3 separate regions of the Mus musculus genome follow, and all the other regions are linked to region 1. Evidence: chromatin contacts called from public Hi-C and promoter capture Hi-C data. All regions are on one chromosome and are shown on one strand. Each heading gives the region's core, a stretch centred on a gene start, on an enhancer-like site or on the middle of the called end of the contact. The rest is flanking DNA. Distances are from core to core; before and after follow the strand shown.

Evidence for each region. Promoter capture Hi-C pulls out the DNA fragments that hold promoters and counts their contacts. Hi-C and Micro-C count contacts between places; a contact is called where the count stands out from the background.
Region 2: a contact with region 1 is called in a promoter capture Hi-C map of hippocampal neurons, with 4 times the contacts expected there. The contact joins the enhancer-like site here to the promoter of Chchd3 in region 1. A contact is called at or near these places in 2 of 39 promoter capture datasets (embryonic stem cells and hippocampal neurons), 1 of 484 Hi-C or Micro-C datasets (embryonic stem cells) and 3 of 115 datasets of contacts at active chromatin or transcription factors (embryonic forebrain, embryonic stem cells and stem cell-derived neural progenitor cells).
Region 3: a contact with region 1 is called in a Hi-C map of double positive thymocytes, with 3 times the contacts expected there. The contact joins the enhancer-like site here to the promoter of Chchd3 in region 1. A contact is called at or near these places in 2 of 39 promoter capture datasets (the 3T3-L1 cell line and pre-B cells), 17 of 484 Hi-C or Micro-C datasets (B cells, CD4 T cells, CD8 T cells and 9 more), 5 of 115 datasets of contacts at active chromatin or transcription factors (the SCID.adh cell line, astrocytes and embryonic stem cells) and 1 of 9 other capture datasets (embryonic stem cells).

What each region holds. Positions count from the first base shown.
Region 1 is chr6:33,058,397-33,061,621 of GRCm38.p6, reverse strand. It overlaps Chchd3 (coiled-coil-helix-coiled-coil-helix domain containing 3), which reads left to right and starts at 1,362. Exons shown (of 8, transcript NM_025336.2): 1 at 1,362-1,622. The coding sequence starts at 1,542.
Region 2 is chr6:31,936,336-31,939,880 of GRCm38.p6, reverse strand. No RefSeq gene overlaps it. Among named protein-coding and RNA genes, the nearest start is that of Gm31894, 80 kb to the left of the region's middle. Within about 2 kb of position 1,435, at least 46 of the 459 cell types and tissues checked have an H3K27ac peak or open chromatin away from gene starts, as enhancers often do. A contact at or near this core is called in embryonic stem cells and hippocampal neurons, where this site is marked.
Region 3 is chr6:34,192,321-34,195,726 of GRCm38.p6, reverse strand. No RefSeq gene overlaps it. Among named protein-coding and RNA genes, the nearest start is that of Gm32533, 3.2 kb to the left of the region's middle. Within about 2 kb of position 1,781, at least 25 of the 459 cell types and tissues checked have an H3K27ac peak or open chromatin away from gene starts, as enhancers often do. A contact at or near this core is called in the SCID.adh cell line, astrocytes, double positive thymocytes and 1 more, where this site is marked.

The sequences.
Region 1 (3,225 bases), core at 113-2,612:
GAATATCATGTGATTTAGAGCACATGTGTTGAAAAGAACGACACAATGAGATGAAGGGCACTGCTGCTATATGCTGGGATATAGCAGCGGGAGGGACATAGTGTCTTGCGCTACAGATTCTGACATGCTGACAAATAACTGAAGCTCAAAAATATTTCTTCAACATTGTGGATCCCTTTGGCCTAGGAGGATGCCATGGTATGCTGTATTCTCTGTCTTTTAATGTTGAGAAGGGCAAATTGAAAAAGGTATTTTTGTTCAGCTAGTTCTGTCCCCTCCCCTCCCATCCCCCTTCTGCCCCACTCTTCTTCTTCCCTCTTGTTTTTTCTCCTCCTTCACATAGCTCAGGCCTGGGGCATTGCATAGACAACTGAGCTACATCAGTAGTCCCATCCATCTAATTTCTAAATGAAAGGGTATTTCTCTGGCTCCATAAATCTAAGATCATACTGTACTTTTAGCAACAGTGTTTGACAGCAAACAAACAAACAAACAAACAAAAAAGCAAAACAAAAAAACCCTAAAATCAACCAAATAACCAAATAACAACAAAACTGAAACTGTGTGTGTGGTTATCCTAACATTTTTAGACTTCTTGGAGGTAAAGTACCAAGCTAGAAACTTTCCAAAACAGATCATCTCTACTTTGTCTAACGCTGCTATAACTCCTCCATGAACGGACCATTTTCCTCTGTCTAATCATCCTGTGATCTAACTTATGTAAGTGAATAAGAGACACAAACACGAGAAGCAGTGTTCTGTCTGTATCTTTGTGTAAATAATTTTTCCTGTGCATTTTTGCATGTAGATTTGAAAGCCCTACATTAAAAGTTGCATTTCATACAGACTGACAAATACCAAAGTCATAAGATAGGAACATAGGCATATGTAGTCTCGGCCCCTTTAAAAGACTAAGTGGCAAAATGCTAAGTTTAGTTGTTACAGGTTTGTGAATTGGAATATACAAGTTGTTTGTTTAGGGGAGTGCATCTTCCATATCTAGCTTTGAGAGCCTGTATTTACCTAACTTACCTAAGGTTCTAGAGTCAACTGCAAAACAAGCTGGTTGGGTGAACCAACTTTTTTGAAAGTAGACCAGAAGGAGGCCTTCAGGGCTGTCAAGACTACAACTCCCAGAATGCTCGGTTCACTTTACAGTTTAGGGAGTGAGACCTGTCACAGCACCTATCGCTCCGGATCGAGACTACAATTCCCATTATTCTCAGAGGCTCCGGAAGCCCTATTAAGCACCACCTGTTGCCATAGCATCCGGGTCCAATCCAGCCAATCCTAGTGCACCTTCTGATAAGAGGCGGGCAGTTTGCTTCTCGGGCTAACCCGAAGCGGCCTACTTCTGGCACGTGACCGGAGGAGGCGGGCTTTTGGGACCGGCGCCTTCTCCTTGCTTCTTTTTTGGGGTCGTGGCCTTGCTCCTGCCCTGCAAGAGAAGCGTCCAGGGCTTTCACGCGCAAGTGTGCGCGTGGGTCCTGACGTGCTCGTAGGTCCACGCTCCAGACTCTGCGGGGACAGAAGCAGGAGCCATGGGCGGGACCGCTAGCACCCGCCGGGTCACCTTCGAGGCGGACGAGAACGAGAACATCACCGTGGTGAAGGGCATCCGGGTGAGTGCCGTGGGCGGGCGGAGGGCAGCCTTTGACCTCGGATCCCAACGCTGAAATGTGCCTGGGACAGCTGCACCTGCTTTCTCCGCTCTCGGCCCGCCCTGCTGTCCCGCTAGAAGTCTGGGTCTCTGGGAAGAAGCTCGTAGTTTCAAGACTCCGAACCTCCATTCAGAGAAAGTTCTTGGTTGTGTGCCAGGAGCCATGCACTGTGCCGGGGTGGTGGTGCCGGGTCACCACGGTCGTCCTTGCTCACTAGTTGCAGGACTTTATTAAAACTCTTGCTTCACTGTGCTGGTCCGTGTGCCTCCTGTACAGGACCCAAGCCCTTCTTTTCCACGCACAGTTCTTTCTCAGAGTGAATTGGTGTTTTAAGGATTACTCTTCTTTGCCTCTGTTATTCCCTGCCCCTCTTCTGGTATTACCATTCAAGTCATTCCTGACCCTGCTGCTAATTTCTGGCTTCTGGCTCTTTCCCTTCCACCTGATAATTTCGTTTTCCCAGGCGCCTCCCCTGTGGTTTGTTGGCCCAAGTTATGAACCTGACCCAGTTGGACTATACAGGCCTATAACTGCCAGCCTGCTAGGGGCGGAGGTCGGTTTGCAGGCCTTCAAGGTTGTAGAACTGAGACAACTTCTAAGGGATCGTTATAGAGACTTATTAAATGCCCTCTGCATGTACTTGATACATGAACTGAAAACTTGAATTTCCTCTAGGGCGTTAGTATACACACTAACAACTTTAATATTCTCCTTTGCCTCGACTTTGGAGCTTCATGCTTTGGGAAGTACACTTACTTGTATCTAGTAAATAGAGCACTATGACTTCAGAAGGTTTTAGAGTACTTTATATTTTCTGTCTACTGCTTTTACACAACTACTCTTAATTAACTATGTAAGAGTTACAAGGAAATAAAAACTTAAAAACATTTCAACTGCTTGAAAACTTTTTCCTTTGAAATTTGTTACTTTGAAAAGAACTTATTAAAGTTTTATTGATTAGAAACCCCAGACTGTTGAACTGAGTTTTTGAGTCTGTGACCAGCAATTCTCACTCTACTAGTGATAGAGCCCTTTGCCTGCTGTGGTTTAGTTGGTAGTTTTTGTAGTAAGATAAGAATTACTGCATACTTGAGTTTTGTACAGAGGTGGAGGGAAAAAAAAAAACCAAAAAAGAAAGGAAAAGAAAGTCGATAAAAGGCTTAGAATGTTGAAAACTTAAAAAAAAAAAAAAAAAAAGGAAAGTAAATTTCAGATGAAAAAACTGTTTAGAACAATGCATTAAGTCTTTCTCCTCATGTTTCATCACAGACAGGCCAGTGACACAAACTGTATGAGTTTGGGCACAGCATAGAGATTTAGATACAATATCAGATAGGGTAGAGTGATAGGCAGGGCAACAGGGATATGTATTCCATTCAAGTGATAAGATTGTTTTAAAGAGCTTCTGTAAACTTTAAAAACAAAACAAAACAAGAAAAACCCAACTATGTCTTTCAGCCATACAACTTGACATAAATTTCCTTTTTCAGATACATTTTATTTCTGTTGTTACAGTCCTGGCCCAGGCAGGCTTATTTTGATTTGTACGCAGCTCTTCTTCAAA
Region 2 (3,545 bases), core at 186-2,685, 1.1 Mb after region 1:
AGACCCCCTGCAGGTCGGGAAGTGTACTGGCTGGTTTGTGTGTCAACTTGACACAGCTGGAGTTATCACAGAGAAAGGAGCCTCCCTTGAGGAAATGTCTTCGTGAGATTCAGCTGTAAGGCATTTTCTCAATTAGTGATCAAGTGGGGCAGTCCCCTTGTGGGTGGGACCATCCCTGGGCTGGTAGTCTTGAGTTCTATAAGAGAGCAGGCTGAGCAAGCCAGGGGAAGCAAGCCAGTAAGGAATATCCCTCCATGGCCTCGGCATCAGCTCCTGCTTCCTGACCTGCTTGAGTTCCAGTCCTGACTTCCTTGGTGATGAACAGCAATGTGGAAGTGTAAGCTGAATAAATCCTTTCCTCCCCAACTTGCTTCTTGGTCATGATGTTTGTGCAGGAATAGAAACCCTGACTAAGACAGGGAGGTACATGTTTCTAAGGGTTCCCCTTATCTTCCTTTTCTCTCTTCCCTCTCTGGTATCTTCCAGAAATAGTCCCCTTCCTCCTGCTTCTCCACAGAGTCAGATAGAGAAGTATGCTTGACAAGAATTCAGAGCTGCAGTCCTTAAAGCAGAAAGGCCTAGAAACCAATGCCAGCCACCCATTCTGTGGATGGGCATACTGAGGCTCAAAGACACAAAGGATTTTTTCTCCTATGTGCCCAGAGAGGTCCTTGCAGAGCCAAGACCACAGCTTGGTTTCCCCCATCCTATCACACCACCTTGTCTTCAGTGCAGGAAACCTTCCTCCCACTCAGGTCAGAGCTGCGGTGTAGTGTTGCTGATGAGCATGGCTGTTCAAGGAGATGGTCGCAGCATCTGCAGGTGATGCTCACACTAACTGTCTCAAGGACATGGTGACCAGGTAGCCTTCCTCCTCAAGGAGCAGAAAGAAGGCAGCAGCAGGGATTGGAATGGGACGGTCTGCCTGTCAGTCAACCTAGTCCCCTGAGTCCCCCAGACATGGCTCTGGCATGCCAGAGGGCTGAGGCCAGTATGCTCTACGAAAGAACTGAGAGAAAGGTACAAACCCAGGCTTGAGCCCTGGAAGGGACTTTAGAGATGATCAATTTTTAAATAATCTCCGCTTCATATTCAGAAACTTGACACACAAGGGCTTGGTGACCTGCCCAAAGAAACATGGAGAGATCGCCAAGTTTATAAACCCTGCCCCTCCACCCCACTCCCACCCTATTAGGAATTGATGCTTCTCTGCTCCTCTGGGAACAGTCTGACCTGTGCTCAGATGAAATGCTAATCCTGAGCGACTCACCGATGTGGTCAGTACGCTCTGAAGCCCCGCCCCCTCTTCTCCGTTTTCTTCCCCAAGCCACTCTGCTTCCTTAAAGGCAGAACAGATGAGGAAGGCACACACACAGATGTGCCAGGATCTGCAGCTGGCAGGCTCGGAAGCCCTCTCTCTTAAGCATTGCTCCACCCTAGCCTGCACCAGTAGCAAAGAAGTAAAGACCTCGCGGATGAATGAGAACGGGGCGGTGGGAAACCCAATTCGTTCTCCAAGGACACGAGCGCCCTCTGCTGTTCGCATGATGAATTACGGATTCGGACTAAACCGCATGAACGCAGCAGCTAAGTCTCACCAAATCAAGAGGGTTGCAGCCACCACCACCACCACCACCACCACCACCACCACCACCACCACCAACAACAACAACAACAACAACAACAACAACAACAACAACAACAACAACAACAACAACAACAACACATAACTAAAGAAAAGACCAATAAAAGTGAGACCCAAAGTGGAATCTGGGAGGAGAAAAGCTGCCTGAGTTCTTCTATGTGGACCTTCGAGCAAAGTTCAAGGTCCTGCCCATTCCCCATTTACCCGCTTTGTGCTCCCCAGGTATTTTCTAGTTTGATTTCAAAGCAAGCTGTGTAGTGATTTGGGGGTAGGGGGAGCCTACTTACTCCACAACCTCTTGAGTTCTGAGAGTTTATAAATATTCACCTTGGCAACTTTGAGCACAGATCAAAGCTACAGTAGATAGGATGAAGGACTAGAACGCTGGGATACAGCTCCATGGCTGTCACTTCCTACTCGTGTTGGACCTTTCTGTGCCTCGCTCTCCTCATCTGTAGAATGGGTCTTCTGAGTCCTAGGGAATTCCCTTAGGTAACAGATGGTGCAGTTTTGGCAAGCCAGGGTGGAGAGATCCGATTCAGGCCCCCGACCCTTATCAGTTTTCTTCCCTGTTTTGTGAGCAGTAGTGAGGTAAAGGGGTTACAGAGATAGGACACTGTCTTGCTCCATTTCTCCACATGGGTGACCACAGAGCAAGGCCTCTGGTAATTCTATTGCAGCCTTGGCGATTTACTGAGCTCCTATTAGTAGGCAAGGCCTGCTGTGTAAATTCTGCGGGCTCCTGAGGACTGGTGCTCAGGAAGACAGGAGGGCACAGAGTAGAGATCCCAGAACAGCATAGGAGCCTTGAGATTGGAGCCTGGGAGGCCAAGGACAGGCCAGCTTCCTCTGAGTCTAGCATTTCCCGAGGCCAGCCCTGAAATGACTTTCCTTGTCTAAAAGGTCAAGGTCATGGGCTTGGGGGTGTAGTGCTGTAAGGCAGAGCGCTACCATGTGTGTCTCCCGACAGCTGCTCTGTCTCCTGGTCTCAGTGACAACACAGCCGTTAAGGAGACCTCGCCCGTGATCGGTGTGGAGGATGCGCGTACATTATCATATGATCATGGCATTCGTCAGCGATCCCTTTCCTATTTTCTGCATGAGGCTCCCTTATTTGAATGTGTTTCCTCAACAGAAATGAGAACTCTTCTTTGTCCCTTCTTCGGTCCCAGAGCTGTGGTGGGGCGGGGATATCCCAGGTGCATCTGCGAGGAAGCTTCCAGAGGGACCCAGAATGCTATTACTGAAGGCTAAATGTTCCGTGGCTAAAAGCTGCTGTAGCAATCTTGGCATCCACTCTGTTTGAATGGGTACATTACTGTAATGTCCCATTGCTGCCGTCAGCACGCAGAGGGCTGGGCTATTTGTAACCGCTGAGACGCCTGAGCAGCAACATAAAGATCAAATGGTAGAGACTTCCTCTGCCTCAGCTGAGACAACCAGGCTCAGGGCTTTGAATTTGGCCGGCCACCTACCTCAGAAGCTGTGGCCCAGGGCTTCTGGTGTGTGGGAGCGCTACGGGGAGAGGAGGGTGGTAAGACAGGGTGGGCTAGAGAGAGAAAATAAGGGGAGAGGGCAGAGGCAAGGTGTGGACCCAGGAGCGAAGACTTCGGCATAACTCCACCCCCACGCTCCTGAACCCTGTCCTGAAGCCACCATCTGCCCCCTATCCAGCCCCCTCTGCCCCTCAGATCAGGTCGATGACTTCAAGGTGTTCAGGAGAGCAGCTGCAGGTTTCTACCCCTGCTATCACACACAGAAGAAGATGCAAAACCAGTCGCTCCCCCAAGGTCCAATGTGGGTGCAGGGAGGGCTGGGGGACTTTTAGTGTTCTGGATGGAATTTAGAAGGTGAGAGGAGATGAAAATACGGTAGGAGGGATCAATATGTCAAGATCATG
Region 3 (3,406 bases), core at 532-3,031, 1.1 Mb before region 1:
AATATGTATATGTATATAATGTATATGTATATAAAATAAAATATACAATATATGTGGTATATGGGGTATATATTGTATATATAATGTAATGTTATTTATATGTATATATACACACACACATATATCCTATATATACCATATATACCATATATCCAATATATCTCATATGGCCAGGGCAGACTAATAAATGCAACCACAGTGCAAAATATCTGGCATGGTCCAAGCATGGGAGTGCTGTTCAACACATGTCAGCTTTAAGAATTTTGACATATAATAAAGGAATGAATGTGCTAGCACAGGGAGATACTGGGTGTGGTGTGCCAGGCACAGGTTTGGGCATAAGAAGTGCACCCCAAATTACTGGTACTTACTACCAAATGGGAGAGACTATCCATAAGAACTAATTAAAAGAATTGGGTTGGGCCTGGAGAAACAACTTGTTGGTTAACATCATCTGTGGCTCTAGCAGAGGTCCAGGTTCTGTTCCCAGCACCCACACAACAGCTCACAATTGCCTCCCATTTCAATTCCAGGAGATCTGCTGCCCTCTTCTGGTGTCTATAAGCACTGCATGGTACACTTACATGCAGAGAAACTCTCATATATATTTAAAATAAAAATGAATAAAGTTTTTTTTTTAAGACTATCAATGTCATTTTTAAGAAATCAGAGCAGGCTGACTTCAGGTGCTCAGGAAAGACCTTCCCCGAGGAAGGAACATAGTAAGCACAGAATTAAAAGAAAGAAGAAGCCCAGTCTTCCCAGCCAAGATGGCGCTGTCACAAAAGGAACCCAGCATGGCTTGAGAGCAGTTTGTCCAAGAAAGAGCAGGAGGTGGGGACCAGCCCACAAGCTGGAGTGCATTGAGGAGTCTTGCCAGATTCCTGGGTGACAGTCTCAGCCATGATGAGGCCAGGGGCCGCTTGGGCCAGCAGTTAGAACTGTCATGAATGTAGCCACTGGAATCAAACAGATCTGGGTTTTCGAAAGTTTCACAACCTGCTGCCAGGTTTGGAAAGCTGCTGATCCCTGTAAGCCTCACCGTCTCCATCCATAAACTCGATAGTGCATGAACAATCCCTCCCGAGGGGGTGTAAGCTGTGCAGAAGGGCCAGAACAAGGGCTTACACCTCTGCCAGCATTACTAAAGCCAATGGTGGCATGCTCTGGGCCATTCTTATGCCTTTCAATAAACGTGCATTAATTTCTTACACTGTAATGTACATCCCTCTATTTCCTATGCTTGGGCTGGCCACATAGCCAGACTTTTCGTGAGATTTGCAGACATACAAAATAGCAGTAACTTTTTCACCAGACTTACAACTCAATTCAGAAGGCAGGAGCTGAAAGGGAAACAAAATATGCCTTTGAATTTCCAGCCTGCCTGTCAAGAAAGATTATCACTAAAGCTATAGACACACGCCATGGAGACCTCTGCCCCTCACTTATTTTGAAGTTCCGTCTTACGTGCTCAGGCTGCAGAGAGATAGAAAGGACGATGGCCAGAGGCCAAGAGGATAAACATAATAAACACAGCAATAGCGTGAGACATGACAAAAATAAAAGGTACAGAGAGGGTTAGAAGAACTTAATGATGGAACCTAGGAATCTATCCGTTCCCTGCGTTTGCTTGGTTAGAGATGAATTCACAATACAGATGTTTATGTGTGAGCATCTCAGTTAGGCATTATGATGGGAGCTGAGCACACACAGGGGCAGAATGTCATCCTTGCTCTCATGGAGAGAGCATTAGCTGTGCTGAGAAAACTGGTAAATGCTAGGCTGGGATTGCATACCAGACACTAGAGGGCAGTGGTGGAGCATGAATGGGTCACCATCCAGCAGTGCAGGCTTCCTGGAAGAATGGGGGCTTGTGGTCTGGGGTGCTTGGTTGAATAGCCTAGTAAGGACCACCCCACTAATAACGGATGCCCAAAACTGCCCGAGGTGAGTACGCAACATACTCAGCTGTGCTCAGTGTACTGAATATTCGCTCAAACAGGTGAGGGTGTGGGTGTTTTCACTCAGGGTGATTTCAGTACAATGAATTTCAGTTCTAAAATAGATTTATGATCGGGAAACTCTTCCTCAGTTAGCATGAGCTCGTTGCTAGTGGCATTCAATCTTTAAAGAATCATTTTGATGGTATATAATCGCAATTTTATGGTATATAGTGTGTTATATTTTGTTGTGCACAAGTATTAAACTATTGCTTTGTTGTTGTTTTTTATATTTTCTAAAGATTTATTTTATTATTTTGTATATATGGGTGGTTTTCCAGAAGTCACAGAGCTGGGCCTTGAACCTGCAAGAACAGTAAGAGCTCTTAATCACTGAGCCAACTCTCCAGCTCCAAGACTAATTTTTTTTTCTTTTTGAGATAGGCTTTCTCTACGTGGCTCAGGCTGTCTTCAGACTCAAAGAGATCCTCCTGCCTCTGCCTGCTGAGTGCTGGGGTCAAAGGCAGCTGCCACCACTCCTGTCTTGGGTAAAGTATCTACTCCCTTACACTTGGCCTTGAGAATCTTTGAAAGTTATTGCTGGCCTGGGAAGATGGCTCTGTGGGCAGAGTGTTTACCATGCCTGTATGACGACCTGAGTTCCAATGTCCAGAACCCATGGAAAAAAACAGACAAGGTAGCACACATTCCCAGCATCCTCCTACTGAGGGATGAGAGACAGAGTAAGACTCCACCAAAACTCAGGCCAGCTAGCCAGGCCTGCAGAGCGGGAACAAGAGACTGTGTTTCAAGCAAGGTGGAATCCAGGCACCTGGAGCTGGCCACTGACCTCCACAAGTATGCCGCGGTACATGTGTGCACTCACACACACCATATGCCCACACATGTATACACACAGACACACACACATACGGGGGTGAGGGGAAGAGGGAGAGGGAGAAGGGCAGGGAGAGAGGAGAGAGAATTAATGCTATTAACACTTGTGAGGAACACAAACATAGGTGAGGTGATTAACTTCGCTTAGCTTTACCGCTAACAAATGGCTTGCTGTCTCCCTGCTGTAATAAAACACGGGACTCTATCTCTAGGTGGAGGAGTGACCTTTTCTCCAGTTAATCTAACAAGGCAGAAACGCCCCCTAGGTGGGAGGGTTCCTCTGAGGATAACATAGATTTTCTTCCCAGAATTTTTGCCACACTAGGGGCAACCCTGTGAGCCCCTGTGAGGTTCCTGTGGGTCTGCACCCCACTCCCATCCCCACTTCCCCCACCCCACCCATCTCGTCTGTCTTTTTCTTTCGGATGCTGGTCAGAGCCCACTGTGGTCTCCTCAATACTCTGTATTGCGTCCCGCTCGACCGGCAAGAAAGACGCAACAAACCAGAATCTTCCGCGGCAAAAGCTTTATTGCTTGCTTCTCAGGAAGATTCCGAACCGGGAAAATGG